Linked DNA regions of Gossypium hirsutum: region 1 is linked to region 2. A link is a contact called in public Hi-C data. All regions are on one chromosome and are shown on one strand. Each heading gives the region's core, a stretch centred on a gene start, on an enhancer-like site or on the middle of the called end of the contact. The rest is flanking DNA. Distances are from core to core; before and after follow the strand shown.

Region 1 (5,582 bases), core at 1,835-4,334, 140 kb before region 2:
AAATCTATAATTTTCCATTTAGGCCCTTTAAAATTTTTGAAATTTTAAATTAATAAAAGTAAAATTGCACTTTGCCCTCCCTAAAAATGATAAAAATTTAATCATTTAAAAAAATATAAAGATATAAGCTATTAAAATGGTGAATTTACAATTTTACTATCGTAAAAATTATAATTTAATTTTGGTCCCCCAAAAAATATCTGACTTCGCCCCTGGGCATAAGGCAATAGTTCTACTAGATAAATTGTTGAACAAAATCGTTCTCTGAGTGAGACTTCGTGTATGTAGGATTGGTAAATTCGAATTACCTTAACTAAGATCACTAGCATGTTTTTTATTTATTTTAGTTTTTGCTTTTTCATAAGATTTTTATCCTATTCTCTATTTCAATAGAAGATAGAACAAAATTATTTTGAACTATTGCAAATCAAAGTATTTTCACTCCCACTGATTTTTGATACTATCTAAAATACTCCTATTAACTCCTAAAGTTAAATACAAATAATTAAAGGTAAAAGTCAAAATTAAATTAAATTATCGAGTATTTAATAAAATATTTTTCTTAAATTAAATTTTTTACCAAAATATCTAATCATACGTGGAATATTCAATACGTAGAATATTTACTTACCATAAAAAAAGTAATAGTGTATAACTTTATTTTTTAAAAACAGCGGTAAATGTATTGGCGGCGAATGCAATCAAATGAGATTTACTCCTTATAAAACCGACAATAGTATTAGCTTTTTTTCTTTTGTATTTTTATAACTCAAACTAAATGTGAGAAGTAGAAGTGGTACAGCAAAATTTAATTTTGTTATTTGAATAAAAACTTTGCTTTAGTATATATAGGATGTTTCCACATTTATGAAAAGTTGCAATTACTAACATTACAAATTATGGAACGTGGATTTGAGAGTTTAGAAATGATGAATCTCAAGTGGCAAGAGTCGTCAAAAATGCTATCTTGTCGATGGAACCATAATCACCCCCTCCCTTTGGAAGTGATAGATCAGCAGAAGAACCATCGGATAGGAAAAGCCCAACCAAAAAAGGGCAGATGGTTGCTAGAGCAAGCCCATCGAGAGAAGATAAAGGTCAAATCAAGGCCACAAATTATTATTCCAAATCAAACCTCTTCATGTTGAAAAAACTATCGATGATCGTCAAAGGAGGTGGAAGTAAGGACGATGAGAACCACAGGGGTGGCATTTGCTCGCCATACTGCCAACCAACCGACTGCCTTGGACGAATGGAGGTTGCTAAAAACGGAAGCCAATTTGAAGGTGGGTTGGGGAGATTGGGCTTAACAAGTTAATCGGTGATAAATTGAATTAAATGTTTCAAAATTAAATACAAAATTTTATAACCATTATAATTTATTTGGTATATTAATATAAATTAAATATAGAATATAATTATATTGTTTGTAATTATAAATATATATTGATTTCGTAAATTATTTTTATTTTTTATAATAATAAAATATTTTATTTTAATTTTATTAAGGTTATATTTGATAAACTAAAAATTAAGTATTGAAAAAATAAGTATCAAAAATTGAAGTGTTGAATTTAAGTTATAAAATTTATTTGGTATATTATTTAAAATTAAATATTGAGTATAATTATATTATTTTATAAAGGATAATATAATCTTAAATAAAAATCATTGAATTTATTCTAGTAGGTTACAAGGAATAAGTTGGTTTTTACCTTTTTTTTTTGCAAAAAAAAAAATCTTTAGTAATTTTCATTCCCTTTAAAAAATTAATTTTCAATTCATTGAATATTTTCAATATTTTATCAAACATTGCCTAATATAATATTTTTTATTATTTATGATAATTGTTGACAAAAATAAAAAATATAATAAATTTTTTATTTATTTAAAAAATAAAGAGATAATTTATATTAAAATTTAAAATAAAATCAATTTAACATTTTAATATTAAATGTTAATTTTTTAAAAAAAAGTATATTTAATTATCTTGAAAGTTGTCGTTTTCAATATAATAAGTATTATCAAACACAACTTTATTTATTTCTCGAAACATAGCAAGATTACATTGGGACTTTACTTACATGACAAAATGTAAGTTTTATTAAGAATTACAGACATTGTTATAACCCCACATTTGTATCTATTATAAGCCAACAATAATTATACAACAAAGAGCGACGCTATAGCCACATTCGACATTCAAAACGACCACCATATTTATCACTAGTTCAATGGATGTTCTTGTTCTAGTTTTCGAGTTTCATCATGCTCGTAAAAACCCGAACCCGGTAGGGATGATGTTAGTGATGTTCAAGAGTCCAGCAACGGTGCTTCCGATGACTTGTAAGGTTGAAGACAATCCCCCGATGGATGCAAGGGAGGTGTTGCAATTGGAGAGCGGAGTTTTTACGGCTAAGTTGCAGTTGTTGATCAATGAAGGGACAAGGAATTGCAATGGATCTAATAATATGGAGAACATGCCAGATCCATTTGTGGTTGAACTCGAAACCACGTTTCCACCACACTGAAGTTGCACCAATGCATCTAAAACACATTTATACCAAATACATATATAACTCAGCATTTGTGATCATTTTTTCGGGAAAATATGATGATAGAAAAGTAGAAGCTTACTAGGGAAAGCTGGGGTTGCAGTGCCGTTTACACCCATGTTGCCATCGACAGTACAAAATACAGTCCCTTGGATCCTAATCAAGCCAAGGAGGCCGCTAATGAGTCCACCTAGTTGAGCTTCAGCAATTAGAGGTATCAATGCCATTGCAGCAAGCAAGAGACAAACCAACATAAGTGTTTTCAAGGCCATGAAGTTTTTGGTTAATTAACCGAGTTAATATCAATGAAAATGATCCACTCTTGCAGCTGTGATGTTCGACAACCCTAGTTATTTATAGGCAACTTAGAGGGCAAGTTGGTGCTAAAATCTTCCACACAAGTTGGGGACCTTCACCATCAGCACCATGCACGCCACCATTGTAGGCTTCACCTACGTGGGGGCTAAACCTTGCCCCCTAGACTTTGGCATAGCTTAACATTGTTGTTGGAAAAAAAAAAAACTCACTTAGAAAAGAAAAAGCAATTGAGAAGTGATTTGAGATTTTCTAATATTTGGCATTACTATGAAAAAAATACGGTGAGAAGATAAAATGGTAATAAAGTACATCATTTTTAAAAAATATATTGTTAGATTATAAATAATCTATATGTACTATTTTTAATTTTTAAATGAGTTGAATTTACGAATCAATCCAACATTAATTTAATTAGGAAAAAATTTTATAGTATATCTTAAAAAAAAATGAATATTATTATAAGAAAGTTTTTTTCTAATTCTAATCCTATATGGAATTTATAAAATATAATTTAAAAACAGAATAAATTTAAAAAAAAACTATATATATTAAGATTTAAACATAGTGTAGCAGCCAATTTTGACTCAGACCAGCAAACCAAAAATAAAACCTAAAATATAATAAATAAAATAAAAGTCCAATAGTCCATTTACAATGTTAAACAGCCTAAACCCAACAAGCCCAACAAGCCCAAAAGTTTAAAAACCCTAACTCAACTACCCAAAACATCTCAGCAACCCTAGCCCCAATCTTTTCAGCCGCCGCTCCTCACCAATGGCCACCACGCACGCCACCACCGGTACACGCCTCCTCGCACGCGTCTGGTCGCCCACTTCACCTACAAAACGAGACTAGCACGCAAACAAAAAGAAACAACAAACAAGAGGACAAAAATGATAGCAAACAAAAGAAACAACGAAGAAACAAACAAAATAGAAATAAGAACAAGCATGTATTCGGCTATAAAAGCCATTTTCATTCCCTTTATTTTTTTTACGCATATTAAGCAATCAAACAAAAAACGAACACTAGCAATCAAAGCAAAAAACATACAAAAAGGTTGATCTCTGATTTTATTTTCTTTATTTTCACTTCATTTTATTTCTTTAATATTTCTTTTCAATTTTAATACAAATCTGTTAAACAAAGTGGGCATAAAATGAATAAAGGGAAAGAGGAGAAGGGTGACTTACTGGATCCACCTCGTAGCCGCATCGTCGGAGCTCTCCTCTTCGTTCGGCGTGGTCGAGTTCAAAAGAGGGGGTTGAGCCCTTGTCTTTTGTTTTTTGGAGCAAATCTCCAATGCGTATAAAAAAGAAGGGCTAAAAGAGCCCATTTTGGTGTAACACCGGCCACCAAATGCGGTGGTGGCGCGGTGGACAGTCGACGGCACAAAGAGGGGGTTTAAAAACCTAACAGAAAAAAAGAAAAGTTTTTTTAAAATTTTCTTCAAAAATGGGCTGCAAATGAATTTAAAAAAAAAATTTGGGGCTTAAATATGTTGCATGAAACGACACCATTTCATTTCCTTCCCCATATGCCAAAACGGCGTCGTTTTGGGGAAGGGGCGGGTCGACCCGACCCGCATAGGCCAGGACCGCGTGTTTTGTAGCCTTGGGGCTATTTACGCGGTGAGTCCTTCCATATTTTCGTGGTGTTCAATCCAATCTCATTCCTTTTTAAAATTTTGCCCTCATAATTTCTCTGTTGCTACACTTAAATCCTACATTGAAACGCTGCGCATAGGGGATTAGGGTAATTGCCCAGTTGACCCCTGTTCTTTCGCGCGTATTTCAATCAAGTCCCTGGCAATTTTCTATTTTATGATTTATACCTTTTTTTATTTTGATTTTAATTTAGCCCTCACCCTTTTTTATTTCAAATTGTTTTATCATGTTATATTATATGTTTTATTTATTGCCCATTCAGATGTTATATTTTATTTAGTTTAAAACTTCATGTGTTACTTATAAGATTTGTCATATTGTTCATTTATTTATTTATCTCAAATTTATTTTATTTGTTTGTTTATTCCAAGTGTTATATGTCAATAATGTTAAATGTATATATGTTATTTATTTTATGTTCTCTTTTGTAAACTGTTCGCTTGTTTATATTTCTTTAATTTGCATGTTTATTTTAAGTCTTTCACATGATGTGTTAAATTGTGTTTTGTTTTATATATATTTTATATTATTTTATCTTATGTTGAAAATATTATTCATAGCAAATTATAAACCATCATATTTATACTTTAAGAGTACCATTTGCTTTTTTTTTTTTAAAATCGTCTTTTGCATTATTTATTTGAAATAAAATTTCATTAGTTTAAATTGTTTTCATATACCTTTCAAAATTCCATTTTTTTTAAAAAAATATTTTATTTATTATTCATTATAGGATTTTTATGTTACTCATGCTATGCTTTTATGTACACGTATGTATATTATATGTTCTAAAAAGTTATATATTATCTTTTCTTAAATTGCTTCATACATTATAGATTTTAAAAAAAAATTCATTTTTTACTTTATTTATTTTAAACTTGTCTATTAGCTTTTAAATAATTTTTATATTTTATTCAATTTGACTTGCTTTGTACTATTTATTTTTTAGATTGTTATATATGTTTTTGTTCCTTAATTGTTAATGTTAGCATGAGAATAATGTATGTGAGCCATTATCATCATTGTATGTACCATAAATTGT
Region 2 (5,077 bases), core at 2,448-4,947:
AAATAAAATGGAGCATTGGTTAAAAAAGAAAGTTATGTATAAGATGTTGTTAGCAATCCACAATTTAAAAAATTAAGATTGTAGATGTAGAAATGGATTGAATTAGCAGGTGACCCATGGATGCCTTTATTCATTAACCCTTTGCCAAATATTCCACCATAGTATGAACCCATAAGTATATAAGAAGCTCAAGAATTACAGGGAAATTGCCACTTCATCTTCACTACTCTCCTATTCTAATTTTGGAATAAAGAAATTTGTAATTTTATTGAATTATAATGTCGTTTTATCATTAAAAGTAGGTTCATTTATTAAAAATATTCAAAACAGTACACTTTGTTGAAATAAGCTTTTTATGTTGTTTTTTTAACTAAATAAGTGTTTTTATTATTATTTTTCATTCATGAAAACACTTTATTTTAATTAAAAATAAAAATCCTTTTGGAGAACCCAAATACTCAAATTATATATATATATTAGATATGAAAATCTCCAAATTTTTTTTGTAAGTGTTCTTTTTTTTTAGTTATTTAAGAGTTTTTTTATAAGATAAAATAGTTTTAATTGTATATAGTTAGAGATTTGAAAGGTAAAAGTATTATAGAGACTATTGTATTAAAAGTTAAATTATATTTTATTCCTCTATTAAAGAAGTGGGTAAATTAATATATGTACGTTAGACCAAAGAGTAAATTGATCATTCTATTAAAATTTTTATCAATTTCTATTGTTAAAAATTAGTTATTGTACGTCAACATGAGATACACATAGCACATGATATGTCATTGTCTGATTTTTCCATCAACCACACCGACTTTTAACAATACAAATAAATAAATTTTTAATAAAAATGATCACTTTACTTTTTAATATAATTTATAAATACTAATTTACTTGTTCTTCTTAATAAAAAAAGATAAAAATACATTTCAAATTTTAATATAGAAATTTCTATAATAATTTTATCCAATTTGGAGTGAATTTTTTAACCAATAATTTTGTGGCTTGTGTAAAACTAAACCAGAAAGAAAAAGGCAAATCATGCCACATTAGGGATTTAGCATATAAACCAAGTAGTTTAAAAAATAAAGTGAAATTATTTTTAGTTAAAATTAAGAACTTTCGTGAATAAATAAATAAAAACTTATTTTGTTTTTCTTTTTAGGAAAGTAGGTGAAGAGTATTTTAATAGATTAGCCTTAAAATATAATTAAAGCGCAATGACAAAACCTTGTCAGGGATCCAATAAAGTATAAAGTAAATTCTTGAAAATTAAAGTGAAATACCGCAAGCTATGGTTCCGCCCACACGTATGCAAAACTCCTCGTTTTCTTTTCCTTATTTTAATTTTTTTTTGTTGATTGAGTTTTAATTTAATTAATATGAGTATTATTGCTAATATAAGAAGATATGTGTTTGAGTATGTTAAAATATATTATCCTCCTATTTATAAGTTAAGAAGAAACTATAAATAATTTTAAATTTTGTGTTAAAAATAACAAATATGATCGAAATCAATTTTGAAAAAATAAATCTTCATCTTCCCAATTTATGCTTACATTGGTGTTTAAAATTTCTTTTACCTTAATTAATCTCTCAACTTGAAACCATTAATTAAATTAATATTTTTAGTTGTCTTTGTTTAGAATTTTTACAATTTTTTATATTTTATATTTATTTATAAGGAGAGAGATTTACTTACATAGTTTATAAAAATTATAGTTTTATACACTTTCATAACTATTTATATGATTAATATTTTAATGATCCAACCATTAAATTTATCAATATAATTATATCTGTCATGCATGTAATTTTTGAACCAATGTGATATCTCTATCATATCAATCTAAAATACTTTATATATTAATATATATATATATTCAACAGTTGAAATTTCTTAGATAAAATAAATAGTTAGAATTTTTACATTTACATCAAATTTAATATGTATGATCTATATAAATAAACCATAAAATATAACAAATTGGTATCGCTTTTTAGTATCAAATTAACTTCAATTTTGTGATAATTTGACATTGATAATTAATAACACAAAACTATGTGACAACCTTAAATTATTAAGCATTACTTAAAATCTAAAAGAATATTTAAAACACTAGTTTATAAAAATATTACAACAATCTAAAAGTTTTATAAAAAAAATTATAAAAACTAGGAAAACATCTAAAAATATCACAAAAATCTAGAAAATTTGAAAACAAATACCTAAAATCAAATTTTAAAAATATATGGTTTTTATTTTTTTTGAAATTATAAAAAAAAAACTAAAAATACACGTCATAGCATAAATATTGATAAATGAACTTCCAAGATATCTCAATCTAGACATTTATTTGTTCAAAATAACTATGCACCTCAAATAAAAAATTCTTAAAAAATAATTTTAATTTTTAATTTTTTACGACATGTCACTATTTTATTAGGTGCTGGTACAAAAGTTAATAGTGTCAATCAGGCATTAAAAAAATACCAACTTAATTAACTTCTTTTAAAATTAAATATCAATTAGGTTAAAAAAAATTAAGTACCAATTCTACTAATTTTAAAGTTAAAAATATAAATAATTATCTTATATACTACTAATGAAATGAAAAAAACTCCACAAATAAATCTCGATTGATTTTTTAAAATATATTGAAAAATGCAAACATCATTTTAAACCCACTTACTTTAAGGCTAGAAAAAAATTTGGTTATGTATGTTTCCTTTGAAGTTCCCCAATCTTTCCTAACAATTTCATGGTTGAATTATAAATGAGTCGCCCACGTATTCGCCTTGGGTGCTCCCATTGTTAAACTCCGCGTACAATTTATGTTTTTTAATATTAATATTTTATTTTAATAGATTTATAGAATACGAGGACTAATTGTTGGATTTGTGAAAAGAAATAATATTTTATAAATATAAATTTAGAAAGAAAAAAAACTCCTGGAATGGTTCATAAAAACATCGAAAATATATTTTTATAATTATCACATTTAAATTTTTATTTAAATTTCTTTAAATCTAAATATTTTATTATTCAATAAATTTCAAACTAAATTAAATCTTAATTTTAAAAATTTTGTCCCATAATTGGATAACCTACATCAATATCTTGAATTAGATATATAAGTTTTGAAATATTTGTATTTTTATGTCACTGGCAAATTTACATTGGATAAAATAGACTAGCTCTGACTTATTCTACTTAAGTTGTTACAATTAATTTTATGTTTAGGATTCGTGACTATCTTAATCAATAAAATTATCTTTAATGTACAAACTTACATAATTCATTAGAAGTGCAATGTGTGTTATCATTATACCTAACCACTTATTATTATTATTTTTTTAAACTTTATATTTAAAAACTAATACATTCAAAATTTTAATATATATTATAGCATATGTGAACGGTTATGCAAGTTGTCATATCACCATCGTTAAATTTGATGAAATTTTTAATAAATTTTGTTAAAATTTTTGTTAGAAAAATGATTTGATGAAATTTTAAAAATTGATGACTAAATTGATACAAATAATAAAAGTAAAATGATAAAAAAATATTTAAGATTAAATTTATTAGTACACTTATTTTATAAAATTTATACAATTTTGAAAATAATATTATTGGAATCATAACTTTAATATAAAAATATAAAAAAAAACCATAAAAATATGTACAAACAATGAATCTCCAAAGTTAAATAACAATATTATTAATAATTTAAAATTTTGGTAAAACGCGTCTCCCCACCCTTATTTCAAGCCGCCCAACAGCCCTTTTCCCTTTCACAGTTTCACTCACATCACTCGTTTCAGATCCCAAAACACCTTTGGAACAAGCAAGACCCAACCTACGAAACAACAACTACAATGTTACCCGAAAGACAAGGCGGAGGTGCACCCCACGGAATAATACTAGCTGTGGTGGTGGGCATCGTGGTCTTAGCCCCATTCTTGTTCGGCGATCAAGGCGAAGCCATAACTGAAGCCATTTCCGAGCTCTTGACTCCCCTCGGTCTCCTCCTCTTGCCCATCATCCTCCTCCTCACAATCCAGTTCCTTTCCTCAGATCGCGGCTCCTTCGTCTCCGCCGTCTTTTCCACCGGCGAACCCGACACCATCCACCGCGTCAGCGGTTCTCCCTTTGGGGTCGCCTTGTTCCTTCTCCTCATCTTGTTCTTGCTTTACAATCGTGTTTCCATTTTCGGCGGCGATGACGATTCCGACGATTGACTGCTTCGATCTACGGAGGACTTTTTTCCTTTTGCTTTTTCTTTTTTGTATACGGTTTAGTACGTAGTTTCTTTTCCTTTTTTTTTTTCCTTTTTTTCTAATGTAGTATTATTTTGTAATTTTACGTGAATACCCAAGTGAACAAATGGAATTGACTTTAGCAATTGAGGGCATTGTTGTCATTTCAATTGTCGTTGTTTCTACTGTTTAATTATACGCCCTGGTTTGTTGTGTGTATTGTTGTCTCTTCTTGTCTGACAGCTAATCAACGGTGATTGTGGTGGGTGTTCCGGCGGCGGCACGGTTGTTGAGACGGAAGTGTCAACGGTGAAAGACAGTTGAGTCCTCTTTTTTTTTTTCTTTTTTTTTTATTATAAATTTTGAGGATACTTTTTGGACTGACATTCTCATTTTTTTCTTTAGCTCTTTTGGGACTTGATTTCCCTACAGCAGCCATGTGGGCACGTGCTACACCTTTTTCAAAGGGTGAGCTCTCTTTTTTTTTTTTAAGGGTTGATTAGCAAAAAATAAATTCATTAGTAATTTAAGTTGTTTTTTTATTTTAATTTAGTAAAATAGATCGATTTTAGAGAAAAATTGAAAACATCAGCTTCTTTAGTTAAATGGTCAAATAATGGTGATTTCATTCTTCGAGTTCTAAGCATAATTTCTCTTTTAAGCACATTTATATTTTTAAATGTGTTTAAGAATTGAAACTTGACACTTAATAGTGAAATCATTATTATTTGACCATTTAATTAGATGAGTTGATATAATAAAAAAATTTCTTTTAGTAGAAAGTGTTTTTTTTTTCAGGACGCGTTTTTTAGTT

Evidence for each region. A called contact is a pair of places that touch in the nucleus more often than the background predicts.
Region 1: a contact with region 2 is called in a Hi-C map of leaf, with 2.2 times the contacts expected there. The contact joins the promoter of LOC107895981 here to the promoter of LOC107896689 in region 2. A contact is called at or near these places in 3 of 34 Hi-C or Micro-C datasets (all in leaf).

The regions. Positions count from the first base shown.
Region 1 is chrA10:96,586,741-96,592,322 of Gossypium_hirsutum_v2.1, reverse strand. It overlaps LOC107895981 (phylloplanin), which reads right to left and starts at 3,084. Exons shown (of 2, transcript XM_016821158.2): 1 at 2,638-3,084; 2 at 2,022-2,547. The coding sequence starts at 2,827. The coding sequence ends at 2,267.
Region 2 is chrA10:96,446,223-96,451,299 of Gossypium_hirsutum_v2.1, reverse strand. LOC107896689 reads left to right here and starts at 3,697. Exons shown (of 1, transcript XM_016821914.2): 1 at 3,697-4,409. The coding sequence starts at 3,883. The coding sequence ends at 4,245.